2 separate regions of the Mus musculus genome follow, and region 1 is linked to region 2. A link is a contact called in public HiChIP or PLAC-seq data. All regions are on one chromosome and are shown on one strand. The core of a region is the stretch at or near the end of the contact, and the rest is flanking DNA. Distances in the headings are between cores, read along the strand shown.

What was found. HiChIP or PLAC-seq counts read pairs in DNA pulled down with a chosen protein or histone mark.
Region 1: a contact with region 2 is called in an H3K27ac HiChIP or PLAC-seq map of embryonic fibroblasts, with 8 times the contacts expected there. The contact joins two enhancer-like sites. A contact is called at or near these places in 1 of 15 datasets of contacts at CTCF or cohesin (the NIH/3T3 cell line), 2 of 484 Hi-C or Micro-C datasets (the C10 cell line and cortical neurons), 17 of 115 datasets of contacts at active chromatin or transcription factors (the NIH/3T3 cell line, the SCID.adh cell line, bone marrow-derived macrophages and 11 more) and 3 of 9 other capture datasets (adipose tissue, liver and pancreatic islet).

Annotation. Positions count from the first base shown.
Region 1 is chr4:109,703,908-109,708,038 of GRCm38.p6, forward strand. The region is part of intron 1 of Faf1 (Fas-associated factor 1); the gene reads left to right. Among named protein-coding and RNA genes, the nearest start is that of Faf1, 29 kb to the left of the region's middle. Within about 2 kb of position 1,619, at least 6 of the 459 cell types and tissues checked have an H3K27ac peak or open chromatin away from gene starts, as enhancers often do. A contact at or near this core is called in embryonic fibroblasts, where this site is marked.
Region 2 is chr4:109,459,232-109,463,313 of GRCm38.p6, forward strand. All of the region lies in intron 1 of Rnf11 (ring finger protein 11), which reads right to left. Among named protein-coding and RNA genes, the nearest start is that of Rnf11, 15 kb to the right of the region's middle. Within about 2 kb of position 1,415, at least 98 of the 459 cell types and tissues checked have an H3K27ac peak or open chromatin away from gene starts, as enhancers often do. A contact at or near this core is called in embryonic fibroblasts, where this site is marked.

The DNA.
Region 1 (4,131 bases), core at 369-2,868, 240 kb after region 2:
ATAAACTTGTTATTGCTCTAGTGTTTTTTTCTTTCAAATAAAGGAAAGAATTTATAACTCTCCAGAATAAAATTTGTATAATAGTACAGTCATAAACCACATAATGGTGTTTTGGTCAAGAGCTGCATATACAATGATGGTGTCATAAGATTATAATAGAGCTGAAAAAATGTGGAGCCAGGTTTGTCCTGTTGGCATAAACCCATCAATCATGATTTGTTATTGTTTTAAATATTCTTAAGTTACTGATGTGTTCATGAGGAATTTTACATCTTTGTTGATGGGGATGATTGCTATGGATCTGGAACAGTTCTAGACCTATCTGGTGCTGCATGTCAATTAGATGAGACTAGAGCAGTGTGTATGTGAGCTGCATGCAGTAGGACTTGGTGACATACATAGGCTTATTCTTTCCTTTTGGAGACATGCTCCTGCTAATAGCTCAGGCTGGTCTTCCTCTGCAGTATTGGCTGGCTTCAACCTTGTCACCTTGCTTCTATCTCCTAAGTGCTAGGATTACACATTCGTATAGCTAGGGTTGGTCCCAGGGCCTTCCTTACATACGCTAATCATGCACTCTTCCAGTTGAGTTACATCTCAGCCCCTGAGGACACTTTGGAGAGCACTGCCTACAAAAATTTCTAGCAGCCTTTCCTAATTTGAAAATGCTCAGTAAAGGAATTTTAAAATATGTCCTCTCAGGGCTGGAAAGATGGCTCAGCTGTTAAGAGCACTTGTTGCTCTACCAGAGGATTGGGTTTTGATTCCTAGCACTCACATGGTGGTTCATACCCTAAGTAACTCCAGATCTAGAGCAGTCAATAACCTCTTCTGACCATTGTGGGCACCAGGCATGCAAATAAATGGTACACATACATATATGCAGGCAAAACACTCAGATATAAAATAATAAATAAGTCTAATAAAAATTATAAAAAAGAAATATATTCTCAGCTAAGTTAGTATAGTATAAGATCTCATTTTCCTTATACACCCTCATTATTGGTTAAGCCATACCTCATTTGCTTATTTTAGAGGCCATGAAACTGCTATTGTAACTTGCTTATAGCTGAGTTTTGTAAGTGCTACTCTCAGGAACTACAACGTATCTGCTAGTACTTCTGCCACACTGTGGACTCTATTAGTCAAGGAAGTGTTGTACTCAATACCACATAGAAGATGACAACCCTGAGATGTTACCTCCATATGTCTCAGCCTTATCTGAATGTTTTCTTATCCATCGAAAGGCCAGTTCAGCTGCTGCCATAGCAAGATGGCACACACAAATGTAACCTAGGGAAGAATGGCTTTATTTGGGTTGTCCTTACTGCTCCACTCTCAGATGCCCTATGTCTTAGAACACATAGAAGGCGATATGCTAGATTCATCTTTGGTTCTAATCTGTCCTTATTTGGGGATAGTTGTGTTTCATGACTTATCTTGAGGAGCTGTGAACAAATTCAGTATAGATAAGGAACTAATAATAGACCAAGGACACAATTCTGTTTTAAGTCTAGCTTTGTGGACCAGGTAGTTTATTGGGGTTACTTAAAGGAGCATGAGCGACTCTTTAGTAGAGCTGCCTACAAGTTACACAGATGATGTAACTTTCCACTGCAGTCATCCAGTGATGTAGCTTTTGTGAGTCATTTGAGATGCAGCTGCCTGAGAGTTACCCGTGCTGTTGTAAGTAGCTCCAGTAAATCCATTGGTTCATCAACTGAGACTTGGGTGGGTATTGTTGGTGCCCATTGGCATGAATATGTTTGCTCATGAGCAACTAGGAGAAAGATTGTGCATCAGGAGAAATATACTAAGTATAATATCCATCTCTCTCTTTTAACTCATTTAGGAGGGATCAGGAATGGACAGAGAGAAAGCTAGGTAACTTTATGAAGCAATTAATAAGGTAAGATATAGTTAAGTGGAAAGAAGTCACTACAGACAACCACTTGGGAGAAAAAGAGAAGGACCTGTTGTCATGCTCCTCATGCATGTGTTTTGTGCCATTCACCTGAAATACCGGAAACAACTAGTTAATGTGTTAATAGTTTTACAGATTTTGAATAGATTTTCCTCATTGACTGTCTCCAATCCAAAAGTCTACAATCTCATGTTCCAAATTGTAAAACATTTTGAGTATCTGATGCTGAACAGATTTTAGCATTGGAACTTACTGGATTCTCAGAATAGGGGTATTCAATGGATGAAGGACTTTCAGTCTTAAAGTCTGAGTCCTTTTTCTTTTCCTTCTCTTCTTCCTCCTCCTCCTTCTCTTTCTCCTTTTATTGGCATTTGTCAAATGAAATGTTAAATGTAAAGTAAACCTTTCAGATTATTTTGTTTTGATGCAAAAAGTCCAGTAATTTTGGAGAAAAGTTTAATAGTAGGTTGGCATGAAGACATTAAGACTTATGGTGGACATTTGGAGGGTAACATTAATTTTGGTCAAATAGTTTTGTTTAGAGGAGAAGGTTGCTTACTTGAGAAAATGCACTTGTGGTCTGTATAATTTTGTGTACTTATATGCCTATGGTATCATGAGCAAAAGTCCCTCTTTGATACATTTGAAAATGAATAGAAAGTTCTAATTTTAAGATACTTCTAGGATTTAATCATAGTTAATATTTGTTTTTGATATTTCTATGAAACATCCTCAAGTAATGAGAAAGGTTGGTTTTCTTATCAGAAATTCATGGTCTGATCCTTTGCTCTGTAGACTTAAGCATTATACTTTATATTTATTATTGTTCAGTGGTAATGTTCTGGGGAAGTGGCTCAGAATAGCAGCTTGATTGGAGACTGATGTTTTCAAAAATGATTTATTTTTATTTTATGTATATGTCTGTTTTGCCTGCCTGCATTATCTGTAGCACATGTGTATCTGGTATCCATGGTGGCCAGAATAACATATCATCAGATCTTTTGGAACTCGAATTGCAGATTATTGTCAGCCACCATGTGGGTCCTTAGAAGTGAGATACTCTTAATTACCCGGTTATCTCTCCAGCCCTGCGTTTTGGGAAATCAGCAGTTCAGTTCAAAGGTCAGCAGGGGCAGTTTGATCCACTCACAAACACTTCACATATATACCAGCAGTTCAGTTCAGTAGTTGGCATAGCAGTAGTGGTGGCAGGACCTAGCAGGGGCATGAATCAGCAGGAGGGATTTAGACCAGGAGACACCAGGAGAAGTTCTCTGCTGTGCCTTTCTCAACAAAGTGGTGAAGATCAGTGAAGATTTGAGACCGAGAGGTACTGCAGAGCTGGTTGTACCAGCAGACCAAACCCCTGTCACTGTCCGTTGGGTCCTATTTATACTTTCTCCAAACATCACTTGTCCTCTACCAGTCTTACCTCACCACAGTGTCTTACCTCAGCATGTGAGTCTGTTTTAGCAACTCTCCATGTGAGTCTGTATCAGCAGACATCACTTGGCTAATTAGAGTCTTCAGAAGTAGCAAGTAGCTGTGGAACCTCTTGGAGATTTTTGGTATGTTTCTCTCTATGAAGATCAGCAAGTGCTTGTAACCAATGAGCAGTTTTTCCAGTCCCAATTTTATTATTTTCTAATTATGAGCTTATGTGTGTTTGTGTATGGGGGTATGCAAGTGAGTGCAGGTGCCTTCAGAGGCAAGGGACATTGATTTCCTGGAGTAGGAGTTACAGGTGGTTTGTGAACTACCTGATGTGGGTATTGGAACTGAAGTTGGGTCCTCTGGAAGGCCAGTAAGTGTTTTTAACCATTGAGACATCTCTCCAGAACTCTTTTTTTTTCTTTTTGTTATAAAGTTATATAATGAGTATGTAATTAGTGAAGTCCTGTATTTTCTTTATATGTTATTAGTCAAATGTAATTACTGTTGTTGTTAACCCTGTTCATGAAAAGAATGAAAATGAAGTACTTTGGAATTTCACTAATAAAAACTATCTAGAAATGTTACGGTTTGCAATTTGTAAGGATACTTAGAGACATGTTTTAAAAGATCTTAAAACTGTGTAGCTGTTAACTGACAACTTTTCCCAAGAACACTAAATTTCATTGGATTTTTTTAATTTAAAAATTTATTTATTCTCCCTCTTCCTTCCTTCCCCTTCTCCCCTGCCCCCACTTTGTGTGTGTGTGTGTGTG
Region 2 (4,082 bases), core at 165-2,664:
AAATAAACATAAATAATAGGCAAGGAAAATACATAATCCAGGGTCTCAGTGCCCAGCCCACTCTATGATGACCTCACTTAAGTCTCCCAAGGTGGATATACAAACAGAATGACAAGAGGTTAGTCATCCTCTGATTCCTTTAGATTCTTCTTTTCCCTCTATTCTACCAAATATTTTTGCTCTTTACTTGTATTTCTGTATTTAGTGTGTTTGAAGTCTAAGAACAATGTGGTTGGTACTTTCTTTCCACTATGTAGGTCTGGGGGATTGAACTCAGGTCCTCTCATCTGGCATACCAATTACTTGCAGAGCCATCTTATGCTCCCAGCTCCCCCCCCACACTTTTTTTTTTTTTTTTTTTTTTACAGCAGAGACTTGACATGTAAGCCCATGTTGTCATTTTGCTTTAGCTTCCCAAGCACTGGATTAAAAACTGTCTTATCAAACCATCATTTACCATTGATAGGAAACAGATTTGTTATACAAATCCAAATTGAGGTAATATGGAACTCATAACCTGAGAAGCAAATATATTTCAAAACAATATTTTCCTTAATAATTTGTTTAGTTTCCCATCTGCTTGGGTGGAAGGGTACTGAAAAGTATTTGCCCTAAGGAAATAATTTTAAACTAAAATCTTCCTTGAGAAAAACACAACATTATAGAAAACACAATATACAATGAACAGAAAACAATATGATAGATAATGAGTTAGATATTCACCCCTCAGTTTTGGCCCACTAATAAAGTTCTAAAATATTCTGATTTTTACTATATAACATGTATTCTGCTGGAAATCAAACCCATAGTTGTATACATGCTAGGCCAAACTATATTCCTAGTTCCTTGTTATATATTTAAAAAAGCATCTATATAAAATGGCAAATGTTGTCAATTATACTTTGGGCCCTAATCTTAACATAAGCCAGGAAAGAAACAAATGAAAATGTAAAATGTGCCTTTAATCCTAGCATTTGGGAAGCAGAGGCCAGTCTGGTCTACAGTGAATTCCAGGGCAGCCAAGCCTACATACAGCCTTGTCTCAACTCCTGCCCCACGCACATCCCAAAAGTAAATGTGTCTTCATTACGCTGGATTCAATACCAGCATGGTAAAATACACCTGTAACACCAGCAATTCAGGTGAAGGCAGGAGAATCACAGGTTCAAAATCATCCTTGGCTACACAGCAAGCCTAAGGACAATTGAGTACAAGGAGACCCTGCTCTTTAAAGCTGTTTATTCAAGTTAGGGAATATGATACAATTTCCGAAACTAAAACAATGCAGTGTGGGACATGCCTAAATAATATCCAAGGCTGGAAATAGTACAAGTCTGGCTTGTGGTGAAGGAAAAATAAAGTCACTACTAAAGAATGCAGCCTGTCACCAACAGCTGTATATTTTCAGCCAGTAGGAAATAAGAGCTCACTCTTTACAGCCTTAACATGCGGCTGTTGGCCACACCCCCTCTCCAGTGGCAGTGTCTTACTGGGAATATTTTCTCTAAATTTTGCCAGACTTACAGTTAAGGCCATAAAAAGGAAGATTTGAACTAGCTGGTTTCAGTGTATGTTTTAGTTTAGATGATTCATTAATTTTAACCATAAAAGAGTGAGGGGAGAACCCCAACAAAACAAGACTGCATTTATATGTAGTCTCCAAATGACACATGGAGAACTAAATAAAAGCCTTACATGCCATCTATAATACCGAGACATACTACTTTATATTTAGATGGTATAACCCAGAGTGGCCTGCATGTCTGAAAAAGAGCACCCCACCTAGGGAGATAGACTGGTATTTTTTTTTTTTAAGGTTTGTTTTGTAGCTAAGGAATTCCTGATCCTTCTGCTCCTACATCTTGAGTTGCTGAGATTAGTCATGTGCTACCACATTCTGTAAGAATATAATTAGGGTCCAACACATCCTCACACCCAAGCTTCATTTAGGTTAAGCAAACAAGAACTCTAAACTGAACCATATCCTCAGCCTGCATTTTATTAATTCAGAGACCTAGAGAAATGGCTCATCAATTAAGATTCTGAGTACCCGCAGAGGATAGTTCCCAGTATCCATTTTTTTTTTGGGGGGTGGGGTGGGGGGGTGGGAGGAGACGGTCACAACTGCCTGCAACACTGGGAAATATGATGTTGACATCTGTAGGTCTCTGCACTCTTGTGAAATACCCCCACACAGACATATTTTTGTTTTTAAATTGTAGCCAGGTGTGGAGGTGTATACCTTTAATCCCAGCACTTGGGAGGCAGAGGCAGACAAATCTCTGAGTTTATGACCAGCCTGATCTATATAGTGTGTTCTAGAACAGAGGTACACAGTGAGATCCTATCTAGAATTAATTTTTCAGAGCTAGAGAGATGGTCCAACAGGTAAAGGAACTTGTCACTAAGCCTGTTAAACGCAGTGTGACTCTCCAGGAAACACATGGTAAAGGAGAGAGCTTACTTTAGAATGTTGTCTGTCCTCCCATCTTTACACAGAGGCCATAGGACACCTACTCCCAACCCTATCCCCAGTTCCCCCTCCACAAAAAATAAGGCAAATGCACTTCGGCATCTCCCCCCCTCCAAGCACACAAACACTATTTTGAAGGTTTCCATATTAATAGAACTATATAATCAGTCAATTTTACAGAATTTTGACCCCTTTAAAAGAAATCCTGTATTCATTACCTATATTTATAGATTTGCCTATTTTGAGCATTTTCTGTAGACAGAATTGTACTATTATATGATCTTTTGCCTGGCATAGTGGCTCATGCCTTCCATTCTAGCAGCCAGAAGCCCGAGGAAGCAGATTAATGAGTTCAAGGCAAGCCTGGGCATAGTGAATTCTAGGCTAACTTGGGCTACAGTCTGAGATACTGTCTCAAGGGAGTGGCGGGGGGGGGGGGGGCAAAAAACAACTGTTTTGTGGCAGACCTTTCACTCAGAATGCTTTCAAAGTTCATCTATACTCCAGCATGTATTAGAACTATTTTTTATTTGCTTATTTGTTTTTTGCTATTCCATCCTCTGGATATACCACAATTTGCTGAGTCTTTGGTAGACATTTGGATTGTTTCCATTTAGAGCCTATTATACAATCACACGATTCTGAAAATTCATTTTCAAGGCTTTAGACATTTCTCTGGTACAAACTCAGGAGTGAAACTCTCCACAAGCTTTTGAAGAATTGCCAATTTCCAAAGCACTGGTACCTCTCTGAATTTATACCAGTTTTCTCCCCATCACCAAAACTTCCCTGTCACTTTATTTTAACCACTCTAGTAGGTGTGAAATGTTAGCTGATTGTGAATAGTGTTAATCACCTTTTGGTTTCCTGACTGTCCTTTTTAAAAATTAGGCTTTAAAAAAGTTTTTTAAAAATAGTCCAAATACCATTGTCTAGAGAAATGACTTGCAAACATTTTCGTGCCTTCTATGGATCTTTTCACCTATTCTTTGAAGTACATGTTTCTTTTTCTTTTGCTGAAGGTCCCAGAGATCTTACCCAGGATTTTGAACATGCCAGTCAAGCACTCTCCTATTGACCTACACCTCCAGTCCAAGGCACAGGTTTTTAATTTTGAAGAGACAAACATATTTAGGTCACTTGAGCTTTTGGCATCAAATCTAAAGAAGTTCTGCCTACCCAAGGTCATGATGAGACTGTATTTTCTGAGTTGTACTGTTTGGTTTTGTTTTTCTGTAGCCCAGTCTATATTCGAACTCACATAAAACAGCACTCCTACCAGCCCCTAAATGTAGCTCTTACATTTAGGTACATGGAGCTTTTTGGTTGTTTTGTTTTGAGACAGTATTTCTCTATTTCCCTAGCTGGTTTTGAACTCAATAGATTCTCCTCCTTTGGCCTGAGTGCTGGGATTAAAGATGTGAGCCACCACTGCCTGGCCTCAGTTTCACTTTTTAGTGGACATGTGGATATATTACTGCTATCAGTTGAAAATTATTAAATAGACATGCTAACATGGAAGGGGAATTCTCACCAATCCTCAACACTTGACAAGAAACTATATGCAACTTATGACAGCTGGTAAGAGAATGTCTTCCAAGGATGAGCC